Linked DNA regions of Mus musculus: region 2 is linked to region 1. Evidence: chromatin contacts called from public Micro-C data. All regions are on one chromosome and are shown on one strand. Each heading gives the region's core, a stretch centred on a gene start, on an enhancer-like site or on the middle of the called end of the contact. The rest is flanking DNA. Distances are from core to core; before and after follow the strand shown. Region 1 has its middle 11 kb from the start of 4930434B07Rik. Region 2 overlaps Gm34992 (a long non-coding RNA gene).

Region 1 (4,248 bases), core at 819-3,318:
TTCTCAGAGGGCTAGGCTAGCAGGCTTTGGTGTGCTAATGGGTCCTTACCCTAGTTGTTCCTATCAGAAGATATGTCATACCCCAAATTGGGCTTGCCTCTGGTCAAGGCTAGGAGATGGGACGATCATTCCTTGGAGGAAACTCGAGCTGAAGGCAGAGGGCTCAAGCAGCTTTAGAGTAAAGTGGCATGCTGGGTAAGGGTGAATGACTAGAAAGTCAACGTCAGCATGAGGAGCCCATAGATGACCCTATCAATCACCAAAGCGTGCTCACAAAGAGATCCAGAGCTCAGGGAAGGAACATGGCCTGGATGGCGCTCAAGTTCAGCCCCAAGAGGCCATAGCAGAGAGTGTGTACAGACCCAACCAGACTCTTGTTCTGGAATCTTTGAGGTCATCACAGTCTCTCTGAGAGCCAGAAGGTGTGAATGACTAAACACTGCATAGGAATGTGGAGATGGTAATGTATATAATAACATATGATATATGATTTTCATGTGTGATATGTGATATATAATGCATATTGTATATACATACATATGTATGTATATATACATATATATACTGTGTGTATAACTGTATATATAGCTATATATACAGTAGATGGTCCTATACACCTGTCCTCCTGTCTTCTGGTCTAAAAGTTCCCTCACTTCCCCCTTGTTCATTTCAAGGAACAGGAGTGATAGTCTCGGTTCCCAAAGGAAGCCTCAGGCACACCGGTGCCTAGACTAATTTGCAGCTCCAGACTGGAAGGTGAATTGGTGGTGAGTAAGAATAAAAAGGGGAGGAAAGGTTTAAAACTTAACGTGAATTAAGGGCTGAGCAAGTGGGTCAATGGCTAAAGTGCTGAACGCATGGAGACCTTAGTTCAAATTTCAGAAAATCTAGGCATGGTGTTGTGTGCACCCCAAGGCTAGCAAGGCAGAAAGAGAAGAATCCCTGGACTATGCTGGCCAGCCTGCCTAGCTATAATGGTGAGTTATGGAATCAGCAAAAGACCTGGCTTCAGAATACAAGGTGGAGGACAGGCAAGATGGCTGAGCTGCTGAAAGGTGCTTGTGGCCAACTCTGATAACCAAAGTTCAACCCAGGGAACCCACAGAGTCGACCCCTGCTAGTTGTCCTCTGACCTCCACGTGCACATTGAGGCATGAGTGTGCCCACAGACATACTCACATGCAGAGACACACATAAACACGCACAAACAAATAAGCAATGTAAGTGTACTTGGTTTTGAGTGCCCCTGGTTAAGTCCTGACTACAGTGCAGTGTTTCGTGACCCAGTCCCTTTGTACAACAACTGCCTGAACTCCATCAGCTACAGGCATGGAAAAGCCATCAGAGCTTCAGGTGGGAAGGGCCTGCCTTAATCATTAAGCAGCCCCTGCTGCCATGCTGTTGATATCATTGCACCTAGACATGGCCAAGACATGACGAGAACAGAAGCTAAAATGCAGTTCAGAGGCAGCGAGCATCAGTCAGGAATTTTGTGCAAAGATACAGCCCATCGATGAGAAAGAACCTAAACGACTAAGGGAATTACTAATCAAAAGATTAATAGTCAATACTAAATACTAATAACTCTGCCCCATTCCTCAGAGGCTATTGAACTCTATCCTCTATCACAGAAATCATAGAATGAATCGAATCTCTGACCCTGTTATTTTGGGGAGAGTGGGGGTGGGGTGGGGTGGGGTGGGGTGGGTACTAGAGTACAGAGCTTGAAAGCAGAGTAAAGCAGTTGAGAAGAGCCTTGGCTTCTGACTTCCTGGCTTCTGGGAGACAAGATGGCCAGGTGTCTCTGGCTTTCCCCTCCCCCTACTGTTTCTCCCAGCTCCATCCTGCTTGCTCACTCTCCGCAGAGTTAGTCACCATGCTGCAGCCAGCCTGTGGCAAGTCCCTCACCCCGACCATGGACTGGAACAAAGGGAGCCTCTTCCAGCCAGTGCCAACAAAGAACTCTAGATTCTTCAAGCCAACAGCTGAGGGGACAGGATCCCCACCCTGCTGACAGCTCTGTGAATCAGCCTGAAGGGTGCCCCCACCCCCAAGTCAGGCGGTTGGATGATGCCTTTGTGCCAACCCCTCCACTCCTCAGCCTGTGAGCAATCTTCAGGCAGGGATACCTGAGCTGTGCCCATTCCTGACCACAGAACTCAGGGTCGGTATGTGTAACGTGCTGTTTAAGTTACACTGAAACAGGGGTACTCATCTGTTATGCCACAGCGGATGGCTAAAGCAAGAAATAAATAAGAAAATGAATCAGCCAAAGGCAGCCTCCAAAATTACTGAACAGAACAAAGACAAAGAGAAAAGCCAAGCACTGGCTATCTGGCAGGCACAGTAAAGATGGTGGAGGGGATGTGGTGACTGCAGACACTACAGGTACTAATGAGATAACATGGAGTTATTAACACCCCGCTGATATTAGAGAGATGGTGTGAAGTCACCAAACCTCTCTGATATTAGAGAGATGGTTTGCAGTCACCACAGAGCCTATAAATACTAAAGCGACAGTGTCATGTATTCCGAGCAACTGAATAAAAGAAATCCCACAACTTACATGAAATGATCGAATTGTTGGATGCAAAACACAGCCTACTGAAACAGGCCGGTAAGAAACAGGAAGCTTGGGCCAAGCTGTGCTATTAGCCATATTGACATTTCTTCATTGAAAACCTGCTGCAAAGAAAATTCCAGACCCAGCTGGTTTCTATCAAACATAAAGACACAGCCTTAACGTAAATTTTCAGAAAATATAAGAAAGGAACGCACGCATCCCAACTTACAAAGCCAACATAACCATGATAACTTTGACAGGACACAGTTGTTAAAATCATAGACCGATCATCCGACATAAGCACACGGGCAAAACCTTTCAAATTCTGAACACAGGCAACGGAGCAGAGAACCCCCAACGGCAACCCAGACTGCTATCTCTTCGTGAACTCAGTTTTACTGAGCTTTTATTCTGTAAGAGTTATTTTTATGTTTTTAATTACACGTATGCCCATGTGTCTGTGTGTGGGTATGTGCATGTCAGGGCGGTGCTGGTGAGGCATGTGATCCCTGGGGATGGGAGCTACGGGCTTTTATGAGCTGTTGTGTGCACTGGCAACTGAACTCGGTCCTTTGCAAGAGCAGCAGTGTGTGTCCTTAACCACTGAACCATCTCTCCAGCTGTTTTCTAAACAGCTGTCTCTCTGAGACAGTCAAGATGACTCCAAAGAGATGTCTTTGGCATGAGAAGGATTCGCTATACAAGAAACCGAGATGTTGAAGCAGGCACATCCCCAGTAGGTTTTCCTTTGGTATTTATACTCCTCCATGGCCCAGGCAAGCTTGAGCCCATAAGATGCTAGGGAAATGCCACAGACGCAGCTCAACCTTCAGGAGACAGGGGCTTGCACCAATCTTGCAATCCTGGTCTGGCTCAAGGCTAGGTCTAGGGAACACTGAACTTGAAGATAAACTGAATCCAGCCTAGGAAGCCGCGGAGGCTGGGGAGGGGGTGGTAGCGGGAAGCAACAGTCAGTCTTCCAGCCTCCTGTCTAAAACTAAGATGTTTCTACAAATCCTGATGGTGTAATAGGGTAGACAAAAAACCAAGTAGCTGATTTCCCTCCTCTTCAGCTGTGCCTTGCTTATGTTGTTGGGCTGTTGGTAATCCTTGTCTCCCCTGTCTCGTGGGTGACTAAACATGTCACTTTTGTTTTATGCACAGGCCAGCTGTTGTTTGCAATTAGCTCCATGCCGTGGGTACGAAGGCCATTGTCTTATTAGAAGCCTTGTGAAAAATGATATCGCAAGAGACGGGACATGAAACCCCAAAACAAACCGGCAGAAACTGGATGGACACGTGTTATTTACTCGGAAGTATTTATCGGGAGTGAAATATGGGAGACCGTCATGGATGGGAGGGGGGGTTGGATTTCTCAATGGCTTGGGGAAGTTGTGTTCCTTTTCCAAGAGAGCAGGTGTTCAAACAATGAGAAGTGACCTCTGCTGGGGTTAGGAAGGCCGCCTTGGTGAGTGGGAAGAAACAGGACGATAATAAAAACAACATCCTGCGCTGCACTGTGGAGAACCTTGCCACTCTGTTCTCACGCGGGCCAGCTTTATTTATAGATAACAGAGGTGGCTTAGAAGTCATACATACACACACACACACACACACACACACACACACACGCACACGCACACGCACACGCACACACACACATACACACGCACACACATACACAC
Region 2 (4,248 bases), core at 676-3,175, 250 kb before region 1:
TGGAGAGAATCCTGTCACCGTGATTGTCTGGCATCGTTGTGAGAGTTTTCTATTGTCGTCTCCACTAATGAGTCAATTCTTCCATGTCTCCTCCACACACATGGAAAGCTCTGATCTCTAGGGCCAGGCAGACCTTACTAACCCCCCTACCATGTGACCCACACCCCAGAAGAGAAGGTAATATCCATGCCACCCCAAGTAAAAATCGAGCCAATCTCTTCTGCTGTCTTACTAATATTTAAATAATTGCCTGAGTTATCTGAAACGAGGATGAGATCAGCAGTGAGCTGATTGGCTAGGTCCTTTGCTCAGTTGGTGAGCCAGATGTATATCCACTGGATTAATGATAGAGGGATGCTTTTAAAATGAAACTATAAAATAACAAAACATTTTTCAAATAGCATTTTCATAGTAAAACAAATCTGTGTCTAAATGCGGTGTTCGCAAGCATGATGCCATGATCGGAATTTACCAGGGGGGCATTTAACATTGTTTTCTTAAATGTGAACTGTGGAAACTTTCAGCCCGTATGACAAGCAAGTAGAATATTTAGTATTAACAGGGACTTTCTCAAAAATATCAATGAATATGAAAAATTAGGTATTCATAAAATAATAAATTCACATAACCAATAATCAGTAAAGATTTTTTCTTCTGTATACCAGAGTCATACAAACTTAGAAGACATTCTCCTATCTCATTTAAAAAAAATGTGTGCATATGTATCTGTCAGAGGCATGTAAGTGCAGGTGTCCACAGGCAAGGGATGTTGGATCCCCTGAAGCTGCAGTTAGAACTGGGAAATGCTTGACTTGAGATCCAAGAACCTGACTCTTGCTCTTAACCCCTGAGCCATCCCTCCTGCCCCTGGTTTCTACCTCTGATACTGGAAAAAGTTGAGAACATGTATGCACCCAGCCTTAGTGTAGTCTGGGAAGCTGGGGTTCTTGTAGAATAGTAGAATCCTTTCCTGGGGGGAATGTGTCACAGAGGCAAAGCAACAGAACACAACACCCTGACCCAAAAAATTTCTCTGCAGCCATTCCCACTGAGGAGACACTATCAGGAGTGCTGGCCCAAGGCTGAGATTCAAGCCTGACAGATGATATGAAAGGTGGAGGCTGTTACTTGAAAAGCCCCAGAGGGAGGATCGGGAAATACCGTTCTTGGTGGTTTCTGTACATGCCCCTGACAAGCTAAATGAAGAAGAAGAGGCCTAGCTTAGGCTTGGAGAACCCTGCACACACATACTTCTGTGAAGAAGTCCCACTGTGTCACTACAGATAGGTGCAGAGCTAAGTCTGGAAGGGTCCGATCATGACATTCCAAGTGGCTTCTGCCTTCTTGTGTGTAGGTATTTTGCAATTCTTTTAAGAATAAGCTAGGATTGGTTACATTAAAAAAAAAAAAAACAAGATAGTGCTTAACATCTGTAATGTCAGTAAAACAACAAAGAATTAAAACCCAGTGCTGTGATTGTGCCATAAGGGACACACCCCTTGCATATCTTGTGACTGTGTAACTTAAAAGGGATATTTTTGGAATTCAACATTGCTTTATTAACCAAGAACTTTCTGGTTTGGTGACACTACTCTATCAAGAGTCTACTGAACAGAATCACTCTGCACAGGCATCAGGCCAGGATTATACAGTTATATGAGAAAAGGAAGACATGTGTGATAGCAAGAGAAGACAGCACTACTCAGACTCTTGGACCAGCAAACGCTTGCAACTGCAACTTGAATTCAGTGCCATTGGATCTCCTATTTGGGGCCTAGGCTTCTTTCCAAATTGTGGTGTCCTGCCACACTAGGACTGCATGTTTCTACATGTGGGTTCAAGTGAAAGGAGAAATCTTAGGGATGAGATTCACTGCTATTCTGAAGCGGAGGGTGAGGGGAATCAATGACTAATCTTAGTGTCATAGTTATTTTGTGTGGCTTGGCAAAACAAGGAGATGAGTTTAAATTGTTGGGGTTGCCTAGGGATGATCCTGTCTTTCAAAGTTTTGACTCTTTTCTGACAATTCCTGGGTCCCTTGTGTAACAACTGGTGTTGATGTTTGCTTGGGTCCCTGTCCCCTGTGACAGTTCAAATAACTGGATAGTAAATCAGTCAATGCTGGTGTCCATTTCTGACCACAACAGTCCTGGATACCACCTACCCTAACAGCAACCACAGTGGAACTGCCGCCATCTTTAGTCTTCAAACACTGGGCTGTGTTCTACTCCCTACAGACGTATCACTCCCCTGTTTGACCACAACTTGTTCATCACAGACACAGTGGCCAGGATTTGTGTACTTGTTAATAGGCTGAATAACGCTTTAAAACTCACAACCCAGTGGTGGGTTTTGCCTTTGGAGGATCTCAAGCAGCCCACATGAGGGAAAGAGCTCTATTCATGACTGTGGTGGGACTCTAGCCTACAAACCTTCCCCCCATCCCCGCCTTTTCTTTTCAAATACAAAGCTAGGCAATGTCTTCACCTCCCTACCTAGCTTGCCTGGGTCACTGAAAGGTCAGGCCCGGGTCCTGACCACTGTAGTGTGACCTGTTACTTTGGGAAGCAGCTGTCTAGTCAACTTAGCTTCAGGTTTCTTAAGCAGCCAGTTGTCTTAAGTATGTAATGGCTGCTGGCTTTCTTACTTCCCTTCATCTTCATCTCCCCCTGACCCTCATCTTGAAGTCAGCTTGGGTGAGATTTGCCCAAGATTCCCTGTTGTGTCAGGGACCACCAAGGACAGTGGCCCTGCATCTTTGAGTGGAGCTCTTAGCAAACTTTTCCTCTGGTGACTTCACATATAACTTAGATTTAATGGGAAAATAAGACCAACTTACAGGGTTGCTGGAGAGAACCATTAAAAGTTACACTGTACTTTAGAATGTTAGCATACATAAAGTCTTTCTGCGGCCCAGTTCCAGATGTCCACAAGGGCTTCTTACTAACCAGATAAGCTCATAGGTGATGGCCAGAGAGATACCAGACACCTACAGTTATCTCAGGACAGGGAGGCACTGCTATGCCTCAGATTACACTTGTGTGGATGTCATGGACTGCTGTGCCTCACTACCACCCTACGAAGAGTCATGAAGTCCTCCCTTTCTGTCTCCAAAATCCAGGTGCCTTTCAAGCCCTCAGGCTCTCTCTGGGCTTCCTCTAGCTTTTGTCTCTCCACCCCCACACACCTCAATCACACTCCTAGCATCTCCCTCTGTGACCTACTAAGTCACCACCTGGTCCACAGATTGAGCAGCTGAGTTCCCTGCCGGGAAGGACATGGCACAGGCCTTCTACCTGAGGCTGAGCAGACAGAGAGGCCTCAGGCCACCCAGGGAATTATCCAGAAGTCAAAGAATGGCCCATGGAGTATCGGCATTGACTAGCTGAGTGGCAACCAGGGAACTGATACCCAGAGAAGGTCAGAGAGATAATAGCAGAGTGCATGCCGGGGTCATCATGGGCACTGCCAATGGAGACTAGAATAGGAATGAGTTTATTCCCAAGACCTCAGGATGCTCAGGGCAGAGGCTGAGGTCTACAGCAAGCATGCTGGAGAAAGACTCGGTGTGAGATGTGTAAAGGGTGCCACTTACTACCCTGTATCTATGCCCCTCTTTCTAGGGCACAGGGTAATAATATCTATTTCAGATTAACTCTCAGCAGGTTCCCTGTTTAATTATCCTTCACAGTGGCTGCTTCCATGCTGAGACAAGACAACACAGCTAAGGAGACTGAGAGTGGGAGAGAGGAGGGCACAAGGACAATGGGCAACTCCTATTAGACATTAGTTCAAATCCTATCCTTTGCTCAGTGTGCATTGTGTTGATGCCCATCTTGGTGCTGGGCAAGTGCAGAGGAGTGTGGATCAGGGATAGATGGCAAAGGATCAAACCCCAGCCAGGACAGTGGCAGAGGGGACACACAGATTATGTGTAAAGATAATGACAACCAAGGGTCAGTTTTTCTGAGTTCCTGCCCACAAGCTGGGTTGCTTTGGTCTCTGTGCCTCATTTTGATTCACAGGGAAGAAGCAATATTTTCAAAAGTATGCAACCAATGCTGGAAGAAGCCTGTTCTAACAGGACAGCTCCTGCTCTTCCCAGGCTGGAGTTCCCTAGCCATATAGCCAAGCCAGAATTTTCATGCTTGGACAGAGATGCTTATTGGAGGATCTAAGAAGGAACAGGCTGCCGTGCATCTAACTCATCAGACGACCCACAACTAAGAGGAAACCGAGGAAGAAGCA

What was found. Hi-C and Micro-C count contacts between places; a contact is called where the count stands out from the background.
Region 2: a contact with region 1 is called in a Micro-C map of muscle stem cells, with 7 times the contacts expected there. The contact joins two enhancer-like sites. A contact is called at or near these places in 1 of 39 promoter capture datasets (hematopoietic stem and progenitor cells), 1 of 484 Hi-C or Micro-C datasets (muscle stem cells) and 1 of 115 datasets of contacts at active chromatin or transcription factors (cardiomyocytes).

Annotation. Positions count from the first base shown.
Region 1 is chr1:90,162,236-90,166,483 of GRCm38.p6, reverse strand. No RefSeq gene overlaps it. Among named protein-coding and RNA genes, the nearest start is that of 4930434B07Rik, 11 kb to the right of the region's middle. Within about 2 kb of position 2,068, at least 40 of the 459 cell types and tissues checked have an H3K27ac peak or open chromatin away from gene starts, as enhancers often do. A contact at or near this core is called in muscle stem cells, where this site is marked.
Region 2 is chr1:90,413,953-90,418,200 of GRCm38.p6, reverse strand. The region is part of intron 3 of Gm34992 (a long non-coding RNA gene); the gene reads right to left. Among named protein-coding and RNA genes, the nearest start is that of Gm34992, 78 kb to the right of the region's middle. Within about 2 kb of position 1,925, at least 18 of the 459 cell types and tissues checked have an H3K27ac peak or open chromatin away from gene starts, as enhancers often do. A contact at or near this core is called in muscle stem cells, where this site is marked.